2 separate regions of the Mus musculus genome follow, and region 1 is linked to region 2. The links are chromatin contacts, called in public HiChIP or PLAC-seq maps. All regions are on one chromosome and are shown on one strand. Each heading gives the region's core, a stretch centred on a gene start, on an enhancer-like site or on the middle of the called end of the contact. The rest is flanking DNA. Distances are from core to core; before and after follow the strand shown. Region 1 holds the start of Kcnk12 (potassium channel, subfamily K, member 12). Region 2 holds the start of Six3os1 (SIX homeobox 3, opposite strand 1).

Evidence for each region. HiChIP or PLAC-seq counts read pairs in DNA pulled down with a chosen protein or histone mark.
Region 1: a contact with region 2 is called in an H3K4me3 HiChIP or PLAC-seq map of embryonic stem cells, with 12 times the contacts expected there. The contact joins the promoter of Kcnk12 here to the promoter of Six3os1 in region 2. A contact is called at or near these places in 2 of 39 promoter capture datasets (embryonic stem cells and liver), 5 of 484 Hi-C or Micro-C datasets (all in embryonic stem cells) and 3 of 115 datasets of contacts at active chromatin or transcription factors (all in embryonic stem cells).

The regions. Positions count from the first base shown.
Region 1 is chr17:87,796,205-87,802,722 of GRCm38.p6, forward strand. It overlaps Kcnk12 (potassium channel, subfamily K, member 12), which reads right to left and starts at 1,790. Exons shown (of 2, transcript NM_199251.1): 1 at 860-1,790. The coding sequence starts at 1,250. It overlaps Gm41649 (a long non-coding RNA gene), which reads left to right and starts at 5,183. Exons shown (of 2, transcript XR_877096.1): 1 at 5,183-6,132.
Region 2 is chr17:85,615,163-85,621,591 of GRCm38.p6, forward strand. It overlaps Six3os1 (SIX homeobox 3, opposite strand 1), which reads right to left and starts at 3,234. Exons shown (of 4, transcript NR_038085.1): 1 at 2,895-3,234; 2 at 432-581. It overlaps Six3 (sine oculis-related homeobox 3), which reads left to right and starts at 5,672. Exons shown (of 2, transcript NM_011381.4): 1 at 5,672-6,429. The coding sequence starts at 6,078.

The DNA.
Region 1 (6,518 bases), core at 540-3,039, 2.2 Mb after region 2:
TAAATAGATGGGGGAAGTGGCTGTTTTACATGATGCCAAACTCGGGGGAAAGGAAGTGGGCGGACAGAGTGGTGGCTGGAGGAGACTTCAATCTAGCTGAAAAAAAAAAAAGCAGAGGTAGGTGTGTGTGTGTGTGTGTGTGTGTGTGTGTGTGTGTGTGTGTGAAGAGTCTGCACATTTTCCCCGGAGGTTACGAAAATGTAAGCTGTTTATATCAAAGTATAATGTAAAGGCGACTATCCCCTGGCTGTTGTTTGGCACCACTACTGGTTGGAAAAGGGGAAACAAAGACAAGAGGTCAAGAATTTGGAGAAGTTAGGGGTGTGTGAAGGGGGAAACCAAGGGGGAATGGTGTAAAACAGTTAAGCGGAAGGACTGGCTTTTGAATAACGGATTTTACTTTGAGGGGGTGGGGGAGTGTCAACAGAAGAGGAGGAAATTAAAACGCTGAGAATGGATGCAGAAATGGCTTTTATAATCATTCCTGAGGATAGTAAGGGCTGGGTTGGGTAGGAAATAGCAGCCCTTGACATACATTCTCACATACGCTCTTACAGAGGACAATACTAAGGCGCAGAGGCTGAACAAGGAGCCTTCAAAGTGTTTGGCTCTTGATTGACACACAGTCAATGAGTGTTAGCCGATTGGAAAGAGCTAGAGATGGTCCATTCGGGCAAACCCCTCGCTCCGAATGCAGGAAAGAAAAGTAGGAGGACGAGAGAGGACAGAGAGTGAGACAAAAGTAGGAAAATCAATACGGAAAGGAGGATCCCGCGGACGCCAGCCCGGTCCCCGATCCGTGGAAAGGGCAGCGAGTGACAGGCGCGCAGAGGAAAGACGCGCGGGGTGCGCCGCTCACCTATGGTCGACACCACGGTGCCCACGAAGTAGAAGGCTCCAGGGAAGTCCCAGCGCGGGCGCAGCGCGTCGGCGCGGACCCCGGCGGCCAGCGCGGCCTCGTAGTGCCGGAGGAAGGCGCGCAGCTCGGGCTCCGCCACGCCGTGCGCAGCGCTGAAGTTGCGCAGCGTGGCGCCCCAGCGCGCCCGCGCCTCCGCCTCGCCCGGGCTTTCGAGCGCAGAGAACACGGTGGCACCCGCCACCAGGTAGAGGCCGATGAGCGCCGCCAGCAGCACGAAGCGGCCGGTGTCCTCGTTGAGGTGCGAGCGGCGGCAACAGCAGCAGCAGCAGGAGGGGCGCGGCAGGCGGCGGCGGCAGCGGCGGGGCGGGGGCCGGGGGCTGCGGGAGGACATGGTCCGCAGCTCAGCCCCGGGGCTGGGGCGGCGCTCGGAGCCGAGGCCGTGACATCCCCGCCGTAGGAGCAGGAGCGTGAGGATGGTGGCCAGAGGTCAGGGGCCGCAGCGGAGCCCCCCTGCAGTCTTCCCGGAACCGGGACGGCAGGGCGATCCGCCTCCTGCCGGGCGTTCAGGCCGCGCACCGGTCGTCCGGCCCAGCGGACACCGGGGCTGGAGCGCTACTCTCCGCGCCCCGACGCCTTACAGCCTCTCGCGGCTCCTCACTTGCTGCCCTCGGGCTCCTGCCTCCGAAGCTAGGCCAGCGCCCCCGGTGGCTAGAGTCCATGGGGCTCCGGGCCGCATACTCCACTCTGGACAGGCCGCGGGCTGCGAGCAGGGTGAACCGTAGAGTCCGGACGCCTAGGATCGGAGCACGGTGGCAGGGCACAGAGGGAGTCCTCTGGAGCGTTCCATGAGGCTGCTGGGGATCGGTTTCGCCTAGGCGCAGGCTGTGCGAGCAGTCCTGTTCCTCCCCTATAATTGAGCTGGCGGCGTCGGCTTCCGAGCCTCAGAGCCCAGCCTTGTCCTCCGGGGAAGCGCTCCCTTCCTTTCCCTGCTACCGCTGAAGAGCTACCCGACACGGAGAGGCGGAGTCATCCGAGCCCGGGGCGGAGTGTTGGGGAGGGATGAGTGAGGAAGGGAGGAATGGGTGGAGAGTTGGGCTGCTGCGAAGCCTCCAGGTCGTTCTGGCCGCAACAGTGCGTCCCACCAGAGCAGGTGTCCCACTGCCGTTCTGGATGCCAGCTCGCTAAAAAACCTCGTCCTTCTTTCCCCGCGCTTGGGCTCCGAAATGTCTTCCTTTCTCAAGCCACTGGGAAACTTTGTTCAACTTGGTGCTTTGAGGTCTCAGGGACTGGGGGCCCTCGGGAGCCGAACCCGACTTTCGATTCTCGGGCTCTAGCCTGAAATTTAAGTTCCCTTTGCTCACGCTTTTGTTCCTGGGTCCAACCGCAGCTCCAGGACTCCGGCGGAGTCATCTGGGTGAAAAGATACGGTTTGGGAACCGAGGACAGGCAGCCTCTATGAGCTCCGGGCGCGGCGGGAACCAGGGCGTCTGCTCCCCCTCCCGACCGAGCGACCGGCCGGCGTCAGCACCGCGGACAGCGCATCGGTGCCGCAGCCTGCGGGTGGGAGGCTCCAGACAGTGCACCCCCCCCCCCTCCACCGTAGGCGAGGTTGCTCACCCGGCACCGGGGTGTTCCCAAGACCCTCCTTGCATTTCCTTCTATCCCCAGAGTGTCCCCTACCCTACCCCGACGCAGGTGCGGTCGCCAAAACAGCGTGTCGCCAGGGTGCGGACGCTGCGGAATAGAGACAGGAGGAGGAGTCACGCGCAGGTGGGGAACTCTGGGCCACCAGAGCAGGAGGATCACAGGCCGGGTGCTGCTGTGGCTTCTATGCTATCCCAGCTCACCAGTCCTAGGGACGAGAGCCTGGATACACCCCGGGTGCGGTGGAGGGCCAGGAGGGTAGAAGCTCGCTAGGAGGAACAGTGGTGTGCTTTGGAACACCCTAGGAAAGTGTCCTCCACCCTACCTCGGAGAGGAAAGATAGCGGATGATGCCCGCAGCCGCTGGTCCTTCTCTGCCTGGCAGAAACCAGTTTGGCTGGGGTCATAAAGTTGTGTAGTAAGGAACACCCTAGGTATAAACAGATAATCCCACCATATCCCGCTAGCTCTCCCCTCCTTTTTTATTTTTTTGGTCCCCTTCCCTTTTTCATTGGCCTCAGGGAAGATCCTGCTAGTGATATAGATAACGGGGTGGGGTGGAGTGGGGGCGGAGAGTGGTTTCTTAGACAATCCAGGTGACTGAGACCACGCTGGAAAAATCCAGAGCTGCCTCACCTGGGTCCCCTCCCCAGGCCAAGGCCAAGCTGGCTAGCTTCTACTGCAGGAAAATGCCAAGCTAAGATTTATTCAGAGAGGTGCTTGTAGTGTGGTGGACTCACTATGGACCACTCACAGAACACTTCACAGCTGTGAACCTGCGATTCTCCCACCCATGTATGGAGGCACAGGCTGGCACTGGAAGCTGTAGCATGCATGCTGAGCAGCACCCGACTCGGGATGCAGATAATGAATGACTAGGCAGGAATAACCGATGTTTGCATCTTAGAGACACTGCTCCGGAATATGGGTGGAGGGGACTGTGCTCCTCTTGGTATGCGCAGATGGAAAGAAACCCGTTCCACCATGGCCTCCAGGCTTGGATGGCAAGTGGTTTACTTGTGGTTTAAGGAAGAAAACAGCTTGTCCACTGAGAGAGCCCTGAGTGCTCTGATGCACTGTGTAGCACACGGTGGGAGCTTTATCCAATTGCCAACTATCATCATTGCAACGCGCTGTTATGGTCAACTGTTCCTGTCCCCAGCCTTTGACTCCCCTCAGCTACCTGCAGACAATGAGGATGGTCTAGCCATGGACCTCTGGGACTAGGCTCCACTTGGGTGGTCAGCTCTGAAGGAAGCCTTGAGAGTATGGTTTCAGGAGATGGCCCTGAAAGGCACTGCCAGGCCTCTCGGGGTTTTGCCCAGACTCCCAGAGTAGGGATGGGGCGCTTGACTGCCATGTCCTGTGCCTCTGGGTCCAGCTCTCAGCCAGCTGGCAGAGGGCCCACCCTCTCCTCTGACTTGTGATTGTGGCTTGATTAGCAGCAAACCCTTGGCTTCACTTTCAGCACCAAATGACAAATCTATGTATGTAATAGAAGTGATGAACCCCTGCTCCTAGATGTGGGTCCTTTAGAGAACCAGCCCCAGGATGGATGTGGTTTTTGCCCACTTAACCACTGACTGTGCCAGCTGGCGATCATCAGTGCCTTTACCTCAGCCCAGAATTGCAGCAACAGCCTCCTAAGGAGAGGACTTGCCTTGGCAAAATTTCTTCACATAGGTCCATTCCAACGGCCAGCCATTGCTGCCATTCTGCCCACAGTCTTGTCATGTGACCTCTAACCCTCACTTTCCAAAGGCTTCCCAACGCTATACAAAATTGGTGTTTAAGTCTTTGAGTTTGGGGTTCAACACCTTTAATTATTCAATTCTCAGAGTTGGGGTGTCTGTGGATGTCATCCAGCTCTGCCTGCCACCTCTAACTCTTTAAACACCCTGCTCCCACCCAGTCACAGGCTCTGCTTATGCTGTAGGCCCCTCTTCTTCAGATCTTCAAATATAGAGTCAATCTAGGTTTTCTTTTAAAATTTTGATTTGATTGTGTGTGTGTGCACACCCATGTGTGAGTGCACCCTAGTGTGTGTGTGTGTGTGTGTGTGTGTGTGTGAGAGAGAGAGAGAGAGAGAGAGAGAGAGAGAGAGAGAGAGAGAGAGAGAGAGATATGTCAGAAGACAACTATGGGAGTTGGTTTTCTCCTTCTACCATGTGGGCTATGAGGAGTGAACTCAGGTCTTCAGGTTTGGTCCTGAGTACCCTTCCTTACCCACTGAGCCACCCTGCCAACCCAAGTTTTCCTTTTCCCGCAAAGCCTTTTCTTTGTAGGAAATGTTGAAGCAATTACTTTGATGCCAGCATTTTAACCCCAATTTTCTTATGTCTGCAGCATGTACTCAGGAACTTCAGACCAGACAAATGAGCAGACAGCCTCTCTCCCATCCTCTCTCCTTCCTTCCTTCCTTCCTTCCTTCCTTCCTTCCTTCCTTCCTTCCTCCCTCCCTCCCTCCCTCCCTCCCTCCCTCCCTCCCTCCCTCTCTCTCTCTCTCTCTCTCTCTCTCTCTCTCTCTCTCTCTCTCTTGGTTTTTCGAGACAGGGTTTCTCTGTATAGCCCTGGCTGTCCTGGAACTCACTCTGTAGACCAGGCTGGGCTCGAACTCAGAAATCCGCCTGCCTCTGCCTCCTGAGCGCTGGGATTAAAGATGTGCGCGCCACCACCGCCTGGCCCTTTCTCTCTTTATAAAGGGAAAACACAATGTTATAGTGCTAGCCAGGAAATTTAGGTAAACTCAGATTCAACCTTACCTGGGATCTCGACCAACATACAGGAAGACAGCTAGTCCACACAGAATTGCCTGTCTGTTACATACAGAAACACTGACCGTCACGGCAGTAACAAGTCAGCTGACATGTGAGAAAATAAAGCATAATATGCCTGTGCAATGAAATGCTCAGCTGTAAGTGAAGCAGAGTCCTGACTTGGGCAATAGCATATAATAATCTTAAAAGAACTCTATTTGTAAGGAAAAAATACCACAAAAGAGCACACGGTGTGAATTACAGCTTTATGAAATGTCCATAAGGAGTAAATCCACCAAGAGGGAGGCAGCCCAGCCCCAAGAGGGGTCAAGGCTGAGTGGGAATGCATGACAACGGATGAATGTGAGTTTCCTATGAGGGCAGCCTCTCAGGAGGCTGACAGGCGCTGTCCAGTTGTGTATTGTAAGTCCTGGAATTGTATGCTATGACCTGTAGCTCAACAAAGCTGCTTAAGAAGCACAAGCATAATTGATTTTACCTAAAAAATAGAAATAGAACCAGGCATGGCGCCCTAGGCCTGGTGTAATCACAGCGCCGAGGAAGGGGAAGCAGGAGGATTGTGTGTTTAAGACACGCCCGAATTATTCGACAAGTTTCAGACCAGGTTGGCCACATACGCATAGTGAGAATATGTCATAAACAAATACCTGCCCAGAGGAAAACAATTTCTCTCCTTCCTTCCTTCCTTCCTTCCTTCCTTCCTTCCTTCCTTCCTTCCTTCCTTCCTTCCTTCCATTCTCTCGTTCTTAAATGACTTGGGACTCACAAAGACCTACCTGTCTCTGCCTCCTGAGTGCTGGAACTAAAGATGTGCAACCCATGACCGAGGAAAGATAGTTTATTAAAAAATAAAGTAAGTGCTGGGGGGGGGGGCTGCTGTGGCTCAGTTGGTCCATGCATGCCTAGCGAGTACATCCTGGGCTCAATCCCCAGCACCTTGAAAGCCTGGTAGATCATGTCTGTAATCCCAGAACTAGGGAGGAGAGGGAGGAGGACCAGATGTTCAATATACACAGTTTGTGGTCAGTTTGGGCTACAAGGCACTCTCTCACAAAACAACAAAAAGGTGGAAAATTTGAGACAGTTTAATTGTGGTGAGGAGAAGAGTTGATTATAAAATTCAGTTTGAAGAAAGAAAATTGTTCTAGAAAATACTTTCTTTTAAAAATTAATCTGTCTTGGTAAAGTTTTGTTCGACTTCCGAATTCCAAGGGCCTCCCTCCACCCCCCATTGATCTT
Region 2 (6,429 bases), core at 1,984-4,483:
GTGGCTCTTAAAGAGCCCCACACCCCTCCGCCCTGCGTGCTCCTCCGACCCCCGCCACCCCTCCCCTCTCCTCCGGATCTAGCCCCCCACGCCGTCGCCTGAAGTCCCTGCTGCCCCGACCCAATGCCCGTGGACTCCCAACCCCCTCCTTTCGCCTCCTCCCCTCAGCAGCCGGTGGGCTCGGAACTGAATCCTACCCTCCGTTTCAGGTCTCCCTCTCTCCTAGAGCACCCGCCCCTGACTTTTCTGCCGCTGCTTTTGCCCTTAGAACGGATCGTGACCTGGGCACTACTGTGGTCCGGCTCAGAGATGATCCTGGAGTTTATGCTTGGGTTTAGTTTAGGGGGTCATTGAATGGAAAGGGGGCTGGGCTCGGGAGTGGAGCCGAATGGAAGGAGGGAAGGGAGGAGGGGCCGGTCAAATAGACTTACACTCTGCAGTTCTTCTATTCCAGGACCTACATTGGTCTTCAGCAGTAGTTGAAAGCTGGCATTGAATGGGGTCTTGAGGTTAGCAATCTCACTCTGACCAGCGTAGGAGGGTGGGCTGGTGAGCATACGAAGATGGGCTTCCAGAAAGTCCTGAGTGGAGAACCGAGAGTTCCCTGCTCCACCAACCCAGCAAGTGCTAGGGGTACTCAAGAAGGGAGTGAAAGGGGACCTTGAGTTCCAACTGTCCAGGAGAAAGAACAATGGAGGCGAGAGGGCAGTGAGAGATGTCAACTCTTCCTGAGGAGTGAAGTGCAGTTTCTAATGGTTTCTTATATTAACTAGTTAGCTGTGTTCCTTGGCCCAAGAAGAGGAGAGAAGGAGTAGATGCTTGTCCTAGTGGGTGGCTGTCTCCACTCCCTTTTCCTAGGATTTTCCCCCTCTCGTCCAGGTTTTTTTGGGGTCCCAGTCTTGCCTAAGGAGCGTGGTCTTTCCTGGGCTAACTTCTTCAGACCTCTCCATGGCTATAAACGCAATGGAAGAGAGACCAGGGATGGGATTGTGTGAAACTGGAAGTCATTCTCCGAGGGGTGTGAACTGAACCTGCCCATCCTTTCTCAAATACAGGCCTAGAGTTCTAGTTGCCTGGAAGGTTGACCTTCCAGAAAGTGTGAGGCCACCTGGGGAGAAGTGCCAGGCCTCCTGGGGAGACCAGAGCAAAGGAATTTGAGGGGGGAGTGGAAAGCTGACCCTCCCCTGTGTACCAGCCCTTCTGACGTTCTAACACTAGTCCAGATGCACCTTTAAGGAGCTGGGCTGGTTAATTGATTTACAGCTGGCCCTGTGGGGGAAAGTTCGTGGTACCCACGGGTGAGCTAGACCTAGTGGCTGTAAAATCCACTTCCCTACTTTCCCACTCACACAACCATTTTTAGCTTGCATACTCCAAGTAGCTGGCTTCTTTCTCCAGGGGCTAGATCACCGTGTAGCCAGCTAGACTGGGTTTGTGCCCACCCTCCTGGGCCCGGTGGTGGGAGGTGTTCAGGTCCTAGACGGAGCCAAACCCCTCTTGTTTGAGGATGTGGGGGGTGGAAGGGCCTTTAGCGGGCGGCGGGGCTCATTAGGCAGAGCGGGGTGCCGAGAGGTGCGCGCTGCCGGCCCCAGAGGCCGCCTTTGAGCCGTCGGGGCGGCTTCATTAAGCAGCGCTAACAAGGCGTACAAATGCCGGGCCCAGCAGCTTTTTTGCAATGGTGGGGCCTTAGCAGGGCGCCAGGCTAATGAGGGTCACTCAAAGGGGCTGATCAAATATTCAAATTTCCCCTCACGCCGGGAACTTTTATGCACCAGGAAAGTTGAGGCAACTGAGCTGTGTTTACTGTCCAGAAGGACAATTACGTGGAAGCCTGGTGCCCGGAGGCTAAAAAAGGGAGGGGATATAAGGGGGAGGGAGCAGTTGTTGTTGTTGTTTTTGTTGTTGTTGTTGTTGTTGTTCAAAGGAAAGTAATCGGAGTCCCTGAAGGGCTTCGGGGCCTCTCCGCCTGAGTACTGCGCTCCCCTGCGCCCTCCCTGGCGGTCTGCTCCAAGCTCCTTCGTTTGCAGCTTGCGGGGAGGCCCAGACCACCCGCTACCCAGCAATCTCTCTGTCTTCCAATGTCCTAGAGCCCGGAAGAGGCGTTGCCCCCAGGACAAACCTTCCTGACCGTTTGGGTCGGCTGTTCCGGGTTGAGCATGGGTGAACTGGGTGTAGCTGTCCCAGGCCTTCTGGGACTCGCTTTCCTGGGCTTTCCCTGTAGCCCCAAACAAGGAGGAAGTGTGCTTCCCGCAAAGTCCTCTGACTGTATGAGACGTTATCAAGGCTGGGTTGCAGCTGATATTTGTAAATAAATGCCCCGCAGAGCAGGACTGAACACTCCCCAATTCAAATGCTGCATTTCTCCCCGCAGATCCGGTAGGCCAGGGTTGAAGGGTGGCGACAGATTTATCTGTGCAGGTGACCTCTGTGGGTACCAATGCCATAGATCCACCAAGTCCCCAGTCCTTGAGTCTGAGAGGAGAGAGAGAGAGAGAGAGAGAGAGAGAGAGAGAGAGAGAGAGAGAAGAGATCTAGAGGCCCTACAAGCCAATCCCCTAGGGTTTTGTGGCTCTGAGAGTATCGGAGTGCAGGCGGTGCTCAGCATCCCACCCACTCTGGAAGTGCCCTGGGCTCCATTCCGAGCCCTCGCTTTACCCACCCCAGATCAGGGAGCAAAGCAGCCTGGGTCCTTTGCACCAGCTCCTCTCACCAATGCTCAGCGAATGGGATTTTGGGGAGACTCCAGAGGTTCACAGACACCCTCTCCAAAAATGCACACACCCAAACCTTTTAGATCAAGACCCTGCGGAGCCTCGGCGGGATCCAGTCCTACAAAACGCATCAGGAACCACCCGCCCCGCCTCCCTGCTCAGCTTTCAGGACTCTCAACTTACCGGCTTCGGGAGGCAGCATAGGGCTTCCGGCCTGGGCTGGAGAAGCGCAGGCAGCGTTGTGGCCAGGAGGTGGGCTCAGAGGGCGGCGCAGAGCCTTGCTTGGGGAGAGGCTCTCGGACAGTCGGGGTTGCTGCGGGCCCGAGCCGGGTAGGGTCGCGCTCAGAGCTGTGCGCCCTGCCTGCGCCCTCCTCCCGGCTTAGCGCTTACAAGGCGCGGCCGCCAGAGAACTGCAGAGCCCCGCGGGTCCACCGGAGACCAGGCACTGGAGGGAGTATAGGGCTGGCCCCGAGCAGCATCTGTGATCCTTTTGCCTCAGTTCTTCATGAGTGGCGAGGGTTTTCGATTTCAGCGCTGTCGGCACAGCCCTCGGCACCTGCCCAGCCTCCCTCCAGGCCTGGATCCCCCCCACTCGGAGGCGGGGGGTTGCGGGGATTGGGAGGGACTGGCCGGGTTCACCCGCCCGCCTGGCGCCTGGGTCCCCGGCTCCGGGGGATGCAGTTTCGGGGTCACGAGCTGCTTTCAAAAAGTTGAACACAATATTCGGAAACCCACCCGTAGGAATTCTCCCCCTCCACACGCGGCACAATACCCACTCCCCTCCCCCTTTTCATTCCTTCCTCCCCCTGCTTCCTCCTCCTGCCCCTTCTCCCTCCCACCTTTCAGTCTATAATCCTTCCCCCTACAAGAGAAAGGGGTCCGGAAGAAAAGATGAAGTGTCTGTTTTTGTGTCCCAACCTTTGGGCTCTTTCTGGGCCCGCAAAGAGCGACCGCCCAGAGCCTTGCAGTTGAGCGGAAAAGCACTCCTGGTGCAGATGAAGATGTTTGGAGAGAGAGAGAGACCGCCAAAAGTGGGGCTCGACGGATCTACCTTTTAGGGTGAACATTATTCTGCCCTGGTCAGCGAGTTTAGGCCCCTGAGCTGCCCCCTGCTAAAGAGCCAGTATAGTCCCCTAGCCTAACCCAAACATTCGGTGTCACCCTCAAACCGAGTTTGCACTCCTCGGCCCTTTAAAACCTGGCACTGTCGGATCAAGGCCTAAGAAAGATCCGAGCTTGAGATTTAGGGCCTGCGACCATTTTGGCTCCAGCCTCCAGTTGGGTTCACGTTTAAATTCTCCCACAACTTCTTTTTTTCCACTTCTCCCTCATTGAGCTCTCCTGAGTGGTGTGTACCCGGCGCCGCGCCCCCAGATCTGCATCGGAATGTAGAAAAGATCTTTTTAAAAAAAGTTTTGAATTCCTCAATGATTTTTCTTCTGGAAAGGCAGCTTAGGATAATTATTTCAGCTTTATTGAGGGCAGATTAGTTGAAGTCTGGGCGCTGCGTTTCAATACGCGTTGTACATGGGCCGACAATGTGGGCATTGTTAGCTACTGTGTGTGAATCCATTCAACATATACACTTTTTAACACCAGTCCGAATCCTGTCTAAATATACACAGTGCGTAGGGAAAGATGTCTCTGACCCGGACAAATCTGCGTAAATCACACTTCCATAGTTACAGAAGCCTCACAAAGGGAGGCCGGCCTCAAGATGCAGATTACAACTTCTCACAAGCAACATACCTAAGAATAAATAAATGCCCGGGCCTGGCCCAGAGGCTGTGGTAGCCGCAGGCAGGAAAGACACTCTGAGTTCTTTGGACAAGGGGAGTCTGTTTCAGGGTTATGATATTGCTTTATGTATGGAGAATTTTGGCTTTAATTATGTATTGTAGTTATTTACATTATGAGCTTTCAGGCCTTGGGCGCTTACTCAGGGTGGCCTCTAAAGTTTCTGTATCTTTTGGGGGATGTTGGGCATGACAGGGGTTGTACCCATGGTAGGAAAAGTGGGCATCCTCCCCTAGGTCCAGAGTCCCTAGGTTTCTGGCCTCCTGTTGCTAGTCTACCACTGTGGGAGACAGCTGAAGTCTGGGGGGTGGGGGAACAAAGAGTGGAGTTGATTTTGAAGACAGAGAAAGTGTAATGTCTCCACTGTTATAAAATGCATAGTGATGGAAAACTTCACCAATGCTTGGCTGGGAGCAGAACTGTGCAATGGTGTGGAAAGAGTTGGGAAATGTAGTCCAAGGGCACTGACTGGCCAGGAAAGCCTCATAGCCTCCTGCTTGTTAATCTTAGCCCTGGCTTCAACTCCCTATGTACCATATTCTGTCTCCCAGATCTAGGCTCCCCCAGCAGCTTGCTACGGTGACTATGCAGTGAGCCTCGTCATCTCTCCTCTTTCTTCCTGACCAGTGGTCACATAGACAGAAGGAGGTGGCTGAGATACCATGTGCAAACCTTGCCAGGTCACCTGATCCCCAGCCTCATCTAAGGCTGCCTGGTGCTCCTGAGGCTGGAGTCTCTTCCTAACCCCAAACACTCCGTGTAACGAATAGCTCGCTGCATTCAACTACTCTACTCCTATTCCTTTTCGAATTTTTGATCAAAACTTCTTTGAGCAAGAGGAGGAGGAAGAGGAGAGAGAAAGAGAGAGAGAGAGAGAGAGAGAGAGAGAGAGAGAGAGAGAGAGAGGATATTAAGAGTTGCAAAGATTTTTTTTAATTCTGTTTCGCCCTCTTCTCCCTCACCCCCCCCCCCTCCGGCTAAGTGGTAAAACCGTCCTTACGTTCTCAGTATTGATTGGCAGGGCTGACAGTGATTGGCAGTGGTTGCCGTGGCAACGCCACAACGACACGCCACAGACCAATAGAAAAGCGAAACAAAATGTTTCAATGCTGCACTCACTGTGGATTTAGGGGAGATATTATGAGGCTGTTGTCATTAGGGCGATTGCTGTGGAATCGCTGAATCTTGACTCGGCCGTGGTTGGCTCTCGCTCTCCTCTCTCCCTCTCCCTCTCTCTGCCTCGGGCTCGCGCTCTCTCTCTCTCTCTCTCTCTCTCTCTCTCTCTCTCTCTCTCTCTCTCTCTCTCTCTCTGCGCGCGCGCACCGGGCCGCTCTCCTTCCTCCCTCTCTATGTGGCTGCGCGGGTGTGTGTGTATGTGGATGTGTGTGGGGTGTGGGTGTCCCTTACGTCCTTCCTCCTCCCCCTCCTTCTCCTTCTGCTCCCCCCTCCTTTCCATCTCCTCCTCCCCCCTCTCCTCTCCCTCCTCCTGGTCCTCATCGCCCCTCTCCTCCTCTTCCTCCCCTCTCTCTTCCTCTCCCTGAATTTTTTCCTCTCCTCTCAGGTCAGTCCATGGTATTCCGCTCCCCCCTAGATCTCTATTCCTCCCACTTCTTGTTGCCAAACTTCGCCGATTCTCACCACTGCTCCCTACTTCTGGCGAGTAGCGGCGGCGGGAGCGGTGCGAGCGGCGGCGGCGGCGGCGCGGGAGGAGGCGGCGGCGGGAACCGTGCGGGAGGCGGCGGTGCTGGCGGAGCAGGCGGCGGCAGCGGCGGCGGCGGCTCCAGGGCCCCCCCGGAAGAGTTGTCCATGTTCCAGTTGCCCACCCTCAACTTCTCGCCGGAGCAGGTGGCCAGCGTCTGCGAGACGCTGGAGGAGACGGGCGACATCGAGCGGCTGGGCCGCTTCCTCTGGTCGCTGCCCG